Linked DNA regions of Mus musculus: regions 1 and 3 are each linked to region 2. A link is a contact called in public Hi-C and HiChIP or PLAC-seq data. All regions are on one chromosome and are shown on one strand. The core of a region is the stretch at or near the end of the contact, and the rest is flanking DNA. Distances in the headings are between cores, read along the strand shown. Region 1 holds the start of Bcl2l13 (BCL2-like 13 (apoptosis facilitator)). Region 2 holds the start of Dcp1b (decapping mRNA 1B). Region 3 holds the start of Kdm5a (lysine (K)-specific demethylase 5A).

The links. Hi-C and Micro-C count contacts between places; a contact is called where the count stands out from the background. HiChIP or PLAC-seq counts read pairs in DNA pulled down with a chosen protein or histone mark.
Region 1: a contact with region 2 is called in a Hi-C map of B cells, with 5 read pairs. The contact joins the promoter of Bcl2l13 here to the promoter of Dcp1b in region 2. A contact is called at or near these places in 3 of 484 Hi-C or Micro-C datasets (B cells, CD4 T cells and CD8 T cells), 1 of 115 datasets of contacts at active chromatin or transcription factors (double positive thymocytes) and 2 of 9 other capture datasets (adipose tissue and liver).
Region 3: an H3K27ac HiChIP or PLAC-seq map of microglia shows a contact between it and region 2, with 6 times the contacts expected there. The contact joins the promoter of Kdm5a here to the promoter of Dcp1b in region 2. A contact is called at or near these places in 3 of 39 promoter capture datasets (hippocampal neurons, liver and pre-B cells), 2 of 115 datasets of contacts at active chromatin or transcription factors (microglia and pro-B cells) and 1 of 9 other capture datasets (embryonic tail).

What each region holds. Positions count from the first base shown.
Region 1 is chr6:120,833,997-120,837,587 of GRCm38.p6, reverse strand. Bcl2l13 (BCL2-like 13 (apoptosis facilitator)) reads right to left here and starts at 1,358. Exons shown (of 7, transcript NM_153516.2): 1 at 1,231-1,358. Gm38889 (a long non-coding RNA gene) reads left to right here and starts at 1,394. Exons shown (of 3, transcript XR_869411.3): 1 at 1,394-1,484.
Region 2 is chr6:119,173,663-119,177,034 of GRCm38.p6, reverse strand. It overlaps Dcp1b (decapping mRNA 1B), which reads right to left and starts at 1,782. Exons shown (of 9, transcript NM_001033379.3): 1 at 1,593-1,782. The coding sequence starts at 1,742. It also overlaps a transcript of Cacna1c not described here.
Region 3 is chr6:120,362,295-120,365,700 of GRCm38.p6, reverse strand. Kdm5a (lysine (K)-specific demethylase 5A) reads right to left here and starts at 1,602. Exons shown (of 28, transcript NM_145997.2): 1 at 923-1,602. The coding sequence starts at 1,087. It also overlaps a transcript of Ccdc77 not described here.

The DNA of each region.
Region 1 (3,591 bases), core at 109-2,608, 1.7 Mb before region 2:
GGATACAGTTCAAAAACCAAAACAAAACAAATGTTATTTTAAGGACTAAAAAAAAAAAAAATAGTTTAGAATAGTGCCTGATCATCCAGAGCCAAGAGACTTTGTAGAAAAACTGTATAAATGTTTTCAATTCGCTGTTATAATCATCCAGGACACATTTATCCAACTGTGTATGTGAAATGTAAGTGATTCACTACCCACACACTTGCCTAACTCTTTATGTGTTAAAACAAAATGGAAGAAAGGTATTTCAAGGGTGTGGCAATACATCTAAGGTCACACAAGTTAGGGCAGAGAGCATCAACAGTCTGGTTTATACCAAGCCTCCAAGGGGAATATTGGAAATTTTGCAAAAACTTTTTTTTTAAATATCAGACAGAGGGGCCTGTCAGCATGGTTCAAAACTTTTAAACACAGAGTAAAACAGACCTCTTAGATAAACACTTGTGTGTGGGAATGGCGAACTGTTTAGCCGAACTATCAGTCAAAAGCATGTGAATTTCTGGGCAGATCGCTTCAATTTTTACCCCTAAGTAAAATCCTCAACTTAGCCTAGGCTACCTCCTTCACAGGACTATAATGTAAAGGCAAGAAATGCAGGATGCCGCGAAAATGTGAGGAGGGATTTTAAAAAGAGAAAAACAAAAAACCCCGAATCACTGTGAAAGGCATCGCCTTCGTGTGGTAAGAAGACCTAGTCTGTTTTGTTTTGTCTTGGGGGTGGGGGGGGGTGGCGTGGGACCGTGAATGGGTGTCAAAACGCAGCCAGCGCTGAGACTGAGAAACAAGCCTTCACACTGTGACAGGACACCACTAGCGAAGCTAATCTATAATCGGTCTAAGTGAATGGCACACGCTTCCCTCCTCCAAGCGAGAATTCACGCTTCCTAGTCTGCCCCCCAAAACAGACCCTGCTTCCCAAAGCCGAGATCTGGGTGAAGAACAGAATGTAGAGCAAGGGTGAGTTCCAGAGCCTCAGGCAGCCACACAGCCGGTTCAAAAGCCGCCCGGCGTGGGGGCGCACTGGACAGGTCGGATTCACCCCAAACAGCCCCTCAGAAGTTCCGAGACGCCGCGGCGGAGCAGCACGGTCCTCCTCCCTCAGGCCCGGTCTCTCCCGCGCCCTGGGCAGCACCGTGGTCAGCTCGGTGGTCTCCAAGACCCCTTCCTCAGCGGATGGAAACCGCTCCACCAGCCACCAGGGCCGCCCCAGAATCCCACTCCCCTCACCTGGCTCCAGCCCTGCCCCACAAGGGACGAAGGAGACGGCGGCGGCGGCAGCAGGGGCTTCCCACGGGGTGCAGGAGCGACAGTGGCTGCTTCGACCCGCGAACCTAATCTACCGCCGCCGCCATGTTGGACGGTGAGGTCACCCTGGCGCGCCTACGTCACGGCGGCGTAGGGGCGGGGCCCGGGCGTAATGCCAAGCCGGAAGCCAGCGGCTCGGTCAACTGGAAACGAAGCAGGGTCACTGACACCTGCTGGTCAGTTTGCGCAGGCGTGACCTGTGTACGAAGCTGTCCTGTGCCTCTCTTTCCAGGAGCCGCTTAAATCCTCGATTCTGGACTTCATAAGTATCTTCACCCAGTCATTTCCGGTGCTAGTTAGGGCGAAGGGTGATGAGGTAGACACCACCGCACGCCTGCTCACCCCTGTGTGGGACAAGAAGCTGGTGGCATAGCAGAAGCAGAGTTCTGCAGACTTTTGCGTTCCTGGAGTACTAAAGCCCTCAGGTTACTGGTCAAGACTGCACTTCCTAGGGCTGCCAGGAGATTGTCCTGAAAGTTAGGAAAGCAATTTAAAGGCAGGGTGGAATGACTAGGTTGAGACAACTCAGGATCCGGGCACCATGGTGATAAAAAGAGTCTTATAGTAGTAATCCATTTTTTACTCGCACTGCCTGGCAAGCTGCCTGGACTATAGTTTCTTATGTTTGTTTCTTGACTCTACAAAAGCATGTCCAACCTGTGGTCCAAGATAAACTGAATGCTTATCAACCAGAAAGAAAAAGAAATAGATTGGGGCTGGAGAGTTGGCTCAGTGGTTAAGAGCACTGACTGCTCTTCCAGAGGTCCTGAGTTCAAATCCCAGAAACCACATGGTAGGTTCACGACCATCTGTAATGAGAACTGATACCCTCTTCTGGTGTGTCTGAAGACAGTGACAATGTGGTTACATATAATAATGAATAAATCTTAAAAAAAAAGAAAAAGAAAAATAGATTTACTTAAACCATGAAGGCTGTGTATAACCCGATTATCTAGTTGTTCAGCAAGAGCTTTTTAGATCGTGTAAAAAGGTCAAGATATCTAGGCAAGATAAACACCCTGCATTAGCCAGCTTGAGTTTCAGCCTGTGTTACTGAAATGAAGTGACAAAGTAACACAAACAGCACAGAAGATTAGGAGTTAGAAGGCGGTTGAAGGCGGTTGCAATCAGTCAGATCAGAAATGATAAATGTGTCCAGTTGCTTGTACAGGCTGGTAATCCCAACACTCTGAAGGCTGAAGCAGGAGGATAAATTGGAGTCTGGCTACATAGTGAATCTTATCTTTAAAAAAAATAATAAAAGATTGATTACAAAACTGACTGGGGACCATTGATATGGCTCAGGTTGCAAAAGTGCTTACTGTAAGCCTAATGATCTGAGCTGGATCTCTGGAACACACATGGTAGAAGAAGAAAACCATCGCTAGCAAGTAGATTTCTCTGACCACACTGCCTAACCCCACCTCCCATACACACACATTTCAAAGCAAAACAATCAATACAAACTGAAAGGAAGTGATGACCAGTAGCTAAGTTTAGGAGGTAATAGAAATGTTTAAAATTCACAATGATAATGGTGGCACAATTACAAATATCTTGAATTTCACTTAATTATATGCTCTTGGTTTTTTGGGACAGTGTTCCATACTGACCTCAAACTTGCTCTTTATCCTAGAATGACCTGGAATCTCATCCTGCCTCTGCCTCCTGAGTGCTGAGGCCTCGGGTATAAGCTAGTATGCCTGTGTGTTGCTGGGGATATCATTCAGGGCACACCAATCTACAAACTATGATCCTAACCCTTTTGAACGCTTCCTTTTTTTATTTTATGTATATGAGCGTTTTGTTTACATGTACATCTGTGCACCATGTGGGTGCCTAGTTTCAAATAAGGTCAGAAGAAGGAGTTAGATCCCCTGGAACTGGAGTTACCCATGTTTATGAGCTGTCATGTGGGTGCTGAAAACCAAACCCAAGTCCTTAGAAAGAGCAGGACTTGGAAGTAGGCAGGGGCATCACAAGTTCAGACCATCTGCAACTACATACGAAGTTTTAAACCAGCCTAGACTACCTGAGACCTTGTCTTGCATAGAAGTGGGTTTGTCTGTTTGTCTGACTTGTTTCTAGTCCACCAGCTTGGTTACGGGTGACAAAATGACCACGCAGAACCACCTTCTGTGACTAACCTGACAGGAACTTAGGCCAGCAGTTTGTAATGAAGACAATAAGAATAGACTTCTTTCTTAAAATTCATCTGAAATTATGTTTTAAATAGTTCCTCTCCAAGACTGAAAATAATATCAAAAAATACTGGATTTAGGA
Region 2 (3,372 bases), core at 533-3,032:
ACACTGGCCTTCACTGGGCGTTTGGTCCACCTCTGTAGGGATTTAAAACGGTTTCTGCCACACAGGACTGTGAAGAGGCGTTAGGAAAACTGCTACCGAGGGGTGGGAATGGTGCACTGTACATTTCAACGGCTTCTGATCTTCTAGCCTGAGCCTCCTGCCGAGTCAACTTACCCCACTAACTCTTACTGGGTCCTACTCCATGTATACTAACTGAATTACCTCCATAATATTAGGTGTGGATTGGCAGGCAGAGGCCAGTCCAGGCAGAGGGCATGCAACTAATAGGTTGCAACCCCTTTGGCATACGTCTATCTCCAAACATAATTGCATTACAATAAGAAGAGTAGCAAAATTACAGTTAAGAAGTAGCAACGAAAATAATTTTATGTTAGGGGTCACCACAACAGGAGGAACTGTATTAAAGAGTCCCAGCATTTGGAAGGCTGAGAAACATTGACCTAGAGAAGTGAAGCACGTTTATGTACAGTATCTTCACATAAATAGAGAAACATTTCAGTGGGGAAACTCCCTTTACTTATATAGGCCCATAGTGTAATTTCCTCTGGTGTCCAAGAAAGACAGCCTCAATTAATCAAACTAGGGATATTCAGAACAATGGATCTCTGCAGATTTCCCCTTCAGGTTTGGCTCTTAGGAGAACAGACATGAATTCTTTGCCTCACTTCAGTTAAGAACTCGGACAAAACTATCGGAAAAGATTCCCGGCCCTGTTTCAGGGGTGTTGGGGATGAAGCAGGTGCCTGCCCCAAGCTCCACGTCCAAGAACTTTCTTCATTCTTTTGTGTGCATGGTTTTTGGGTCGTTCTTATTACAGCCTACTTAATCATAAATCTGCTCAAAAATGAAAGTTTTCTTTGCATAAATCTTGATGTTTGTTTCAGTCTTGGCGAACACACCGGGGGAAAAAAATTGAAAATTTGCAAGGTGTTTTCCATACACCCAATGAACCTTATTAAAAGCATTGGTTATATACTGATGAATATTTGGACAAAAGTCACAAAAGAGGAGGAAATGACACTTTTATATATTCAAAGGGATGGTTTATAAATGATAAGAACCAATGCCTAGGCCAGAACTAATTGGTCTCCCGTTGCAATTCCAGTCTAGTTGTGTGGAAAACTAAACTTCATCCAGTTACTGTAGGCTGGGACTCGGTCTTGTTGGAAATGGACTGAAATGGTTAGGTTACCAACCCTGGCCTCCTACATCCAAGTCTGGGGTGTCCCACCCATGTCCATTTCCTCTTTATTCTCCCACGCTTGCTCTTAGGTGGGTGCCTGCCCTGCATTTCGCACTCCGGCTGCTCCTCCTCCGCGAGGCTGGACTTATCTAAGTTTGGGGCTTCCGGGCTGCCCTCCGCTGCCGGAGAGCTTCTGTCTTCTGATCTCAAAGCCCGTGGCCCGCACTCAGCGGAGCCGGCCACACCTTCTGTGTCCCTCGTCCCCCACCTGCTGGTGGACCCGCGGGTCGCCCTCCACCAGGACCGGCCCCCGCCCGCCTAGCCGTGCCCAGCATCTCCCGCCCTGTCCGCGCCCCGCCTTCCGCACGGCCGCGGCGTCCGCACGCACCCACTCGTTGGCCCGATGGCCGAAAGTGTACAGAGCCACCTGGCTGGCCACGTCCACGATGCGACTGATGTAGGGGTCGTGGCGCCGCAGGGCTGCCAGGCTGATATCGTGTCCCTTCCCAGGCAGGCCACCTGCCGCCGCGGCCGCCATCTTCCCACCCACCCTCCTGCCCAGCCTTCAGGAAGCCCCCTCAATCGACCGCCGAGCGAGCGAGCGAGCGCGGCGGGGCGACCTTCCGGCATTTGGGGACCCGGGCTAGGCTTCGCTAATCGATGGCCGGGTCCTCTCGCGGAGGATCGTCGCCTTGGCAACAGGAAGCTCAGCCCTGCTCAAGGAAGCCCGTTTTATCTATTTCTTTCTTCAGGAGCCTCTGAGCTGTGCCCATTTCCTTCTTGAATACGGCCCACGCCTTTGCAGAGCTCTTCTTTGGCTCTTCGATGACCAATCAAACATAGTCACTCCAAAAAGAACTCTGAGAATTCTTAAATGGGGCTCCCCAATATCCGTGAGGGATTTCCTGAGTGCCTCAGAGGCCTGCAAGGTTATGATTGTCCATGACAATTCTGAGACTTGCATGATGTGTGCAAAAGGACGACTGCACCGGTAAAGAACCAAGGGAGGCCCCAAACTGCACCACTAGCCGGTGTATTCTTGCCGCTGTGCATTATTCTCTGGAAAACTTGTCTGAGCAGCTGAAGCCAGGCGTCCCTTGGTCAAAGTACTAAATTAAAAAAAAAAAAAACAATCTTTGGGTATATTTTTTAAATTAATGTGGGGGAAAAATTAGAAAGAATGGATAACGCAGAGCTGTTGCACGCCATATTTGCCTCTAGGCAAATATGTTCTGCACTTGAGATGGGCTGAATTTGTGGTTTTATTGTAGGTTTTGCTGGGGTTGGAGGGCTTGTTTCTCGAGACAGAGTCTATGGCAGGTTTCAGTCTTTGCTCCTCCTGCCTTGGGGTCTTAAGTGCTAGGACTACTGGGGTGTGCCACCACCCAGCCCAGGGGTTTAATTTTACTTCCACAGAGCATCAGTTTAACATGAAAGAAAGATGAACAAACTTATGGCTATTCAGATAGATTCTGGACAGGCTTTTTCAAAACTAAGATTTTCCTGTTTCTTTCAAGAAATCAAGGGGTAGGTATTGTTGCTAATGATAATTTTTTAGGTTAATTTTTAAAAAAATGGGCCATGAGCTTGACTGTCTCAATACTTAAGTCTCTTCAGATGAGACCTGTGGTGCTATCAATGAGTACACTTCTAAAAGATTATACTCTAATGGGAACTGTCAACATTTGAAAGATATAGCTCCCTTAGCCCGGTCATTCAATGATTTTCAGATAATAAAATGGTGTCACAAACTCACATACAGGTAGGAGATCCATTCAAGGCGAATGTGGATCAGTGGATTTCAGTGTCCCACAAAGTATGAAAGGGTGATAGGACTTCAAGAAACTGCACTTTGTCAAATTTTGATATATCATCAAAGGATATTTATAGTTACATGAACAGATCATTAAAGTGGCATCCCTTGTACCATTACATTGTCTTTGTGAGGCTAGGACTTGTTCATTTATGTGACTTATTAAGTCAGTTTACACTTGGGATGATGAGAATCTGGTAGTTGCTCAGTGCATAAAGCTGAGTGCCTCACGAGTTCTAACATGGCACTGAATACCTGGGTATCTGGGCAGCTGCTGGTCCTTACTCAACAGTGGAAGCCTGGAAACACTGGTTCTCATAACAGTATCAGCATCAAACCAAGCCTGTGGCAATAG
Region 3 (3,406 bases), core at 353-2,852, 1.2 Mb before region 2:
CCATTCATTGGCCAATTCTTTCTAAACCTCTACATTAAAAAAACAAAAACAAAAACAAAAAATTAATGCTCTTTATCTTTCTCAAGGATGCCTCCTTGTTGCAGTAATAATTAGCGTGGGGGTTCTAGTCTAGTGACATCACCCTGTAGACAACCTGAGTTCGGATTACTAAATTTAAGAAACCCGAGTAGTGGCCTGCAAAGGTTTGATAAACTGAACATCAGTAGGCTTGGACACAAAAACGGTCGACATTAGTGGGGTTTTTTTTAACACGCAAACAGAAAGATGGTGCGTGAGCTGATGACAGGACACTTCAAACGCCTTTCCCTAGGAAGGGCCTGAAGCCTTTTGTTATCCTTACCTCCAATCCACACTACAATATCCGTGCCCAATAAGTTCTGGGAAGGAAAAGGTCCCAGAGACACCTCTTTCTGTCTTTTGAAGGGGGACCTGAGAAGCGATGCGATGGCCCAGTCGTCAGGCCAAAGCCTGACAATCTTGAGTTCGAGCCCGGAGACCCACAACCCCCACAACGCAGGAAGAGAATCGACTCCTACAAAATGTCCTCTGACCCCTCCGCGAGCGCTCTCTCGCTCTCCTCCCCTCTCTCCCTCTCTCTGTCTGTCTGTCTCTCTGTCTGTCTGTCTCTCTCTCTCTCTCTCTCTCTCTCTCTCTCTCACACACACACACACACACACACACACACACTCACACGCGATCAAATAAAATGTCAAAGTGGACGTGAAACTGCGTTCAGAAACCAGGGCAAAAAACATCCTCAAAAGTGGCCTCGGGACACCAAGAGAGGAGGGAGGGGCCCCCGGAGAGCACGGAAGACCCCCAAAGAGGAAAGCCACGGGGAGGAGGAGGACCGTCCCGCCGCCCCAGCACGCCCCCCGTCCCCGCCCTCAGGCGACGCTACCTTGGGTGGCCGGATTTTGCAGATGCCCGTTTTCTCCGCAAAGGGCCGGATGCGCCCGATAAAACTCAGCGGGTCTGTGAACTCCTCCCAACTGGGCTCAAAGACCGGGCACTCGGGCGGTGGCACGAACTCCGCCGCGTAGCCCCCCGGGCCCACGGACGCCATGGTCACCAAAAAATAAAATAAAAAGCCAGGGGGGCCTGAGGTGCACAAGCGAGGAAAGGCTTGGCTGACGGCCACCAAAGCCCTCTCACGTCCCCGCACTGGGGCCGCAGCGCATCTTCTTAGGACGAGAACGAGTCCTCACAGGAGCGCCAGCCGCTCTCCCTCCGCTCGTTTGTTATTGTTTCCTTCAGGGCTTTTCCTCTCAGGGGCAGGACGCTCCCGGAAGTTAACGTGCTGCTAAATCAGTCCGCCACCGCAGGAAACAAAATCCCACCGCCGCCACGTCTAGTCGGGTCTTCTCTCCTCGCTCCCTTCCATGACGGCCGGCGGAGCTTTTTTGTTTTATTTTGGTTTTTTGTTTTCTCACAGCTTGCCTGTCAAAGTTCTGCGCCCTCCGTCCACCCCGGGTGCGCGGCCCCTCAAGGCGCCGCGACCTCTCTCGAGGAGAGGCGAGGGAAAAGCTACCCCGCAAGGTGGAACGCGCGCTTCCGGCGCGCGGAGGAATGTGTAATGCCTCGGAGAGCAGAGGTACTGCTTCCGGTAAGGGGCTTCCGGTTCCTCTTTGTGTCGGGGGTGGGGACACGAACGCAAGGTGGGCCCCTCCGTGGCTAGTCGGCCGGGTTTGTTCGTTCTCCGAGACCTGTTTTTAACATCGTTGTCTAGGTTTGGACAAGTGACGAACTCTTGGCCGAGTTTCCGCGTCTCCGTTTCCTTCTTTCGAATGCTAGTCTTGTACAACTCGTTTCGCTCGGTCGCCTTCGTACGGGTTTCTCGCTTCTCCGTGACCAATAGGTTTCAGCCCAATTCCGTCATTACATGGGCCGGCCTTCACCACCAGCTGCGACTTGCTTTTTCTCACGACACTGGGAACCTACCCATAGAGGGCCTGGCCTTGCTAGTCTAGCTGTTGGCAGCCATCCCGAAACCGTATTTGAGTAGTAAGCAGGGCCTGAAAACGCTTGCTTTGTAACCAACCCATTTCAGTTTGGTATGAAACTGGTCACCTTGTCAGAAACCTCTACTTGGAAGGCCGGGCATAGTTGCACACGCATAGAGTTCCGATCAGCAATGGCTGGTTTAAAAAAAAAAAAAGCCACGTTTCTGGTATACGGTCCTACAGTTCCTTTATGCGTCTAAGCCTGACTCTACAAGGTTGAAGGCAAGAACCGGCTCCAAAGTTATCCTGTGCCCTCCACATCCATATACCTTTATGGTGATGAAGGTAGATGCTTTAGGGGCAGTTCGAGCTGCATATGAATTTGAGGCCTGATTAGGCTACGGGAGACCTTGTAAGTAAGGAAAATCCCTGTGTGGTGGCTCAGGACTATAAACTCAATTCTGGGGAAGGAGATGTAGAAAGAGCACCATAAGGCCACATGGTACACTTATCGAGTTCCAGAATGGTCAAGAATACGGGGTAAGGGCCAGAACAGTGGCTCAGCTGTGAAGGGCACTTGCCACCAAGCTTGAAATCCTAAGTTTGATTCCTGGAACCCCATGGTTAAAGGAGAGAACTGAAAGCTGACCTCACCTTCACGCCAGGTCCACATACATTCATCTACAAATTCACACATTAAGTAATCAAAGGCTGGGGGGGTTGGAGTGGGGGGGTGGCTATCAGGTAAAACGCTGACTCATAAATAAAGGTTCTATTCTGCTAGTCAGGATCAGGAATGCAAGGAAATGGACTCAGGCTAGTTTGTTCAATTACTTTCTGTACTAGAAATTGAACCCAAGTCCTTGAACATATTAGGTAAATGTGTCCTGAGCTGTAACTCCAGTATAGTCTCCATTTCTTGCTTAAAGAAAAAAGGGAAAAAGTGATATACAGAGAAAAAATGGACATAGGAAGGTATGATGAATTATATACAATTACTAAAATATTTTATAACAAGACTTAGGTCATTTAGCATTTAATCTGAAAAAAAAAGAACTATGCACATCAAAAGAGAAATAGTAAAATTCAAAAGACTGTTTTAAATTTTTGTGTTTGTTTTTCAAGACAAGGTTTCTCTGTAGAGCCTTGGTTGTCCTGGACCTCTCTGTAGACCAGACTGGCCTCTGACTCCCAGAGATACCCCTGCCTCTACCTCCCAAGTGCTGGGAGGAGCAAAGGTGTGCACAACTGTACCTGGTATACTTGAAAATTTAAAACTCATCAAAAGTTCTTTCATTACATACGCAATCAAAATATATTGTTATTTGGCTGGGGATGGAGCCTGAAGGATCACAACTCCAAGATCATCCTCAGCTGTCTGTGTCAAGGCTGCCCTGGGATTTAAAAAAAAAAAAAAAAAAAAAAAAAAAAAAGGCAACAAA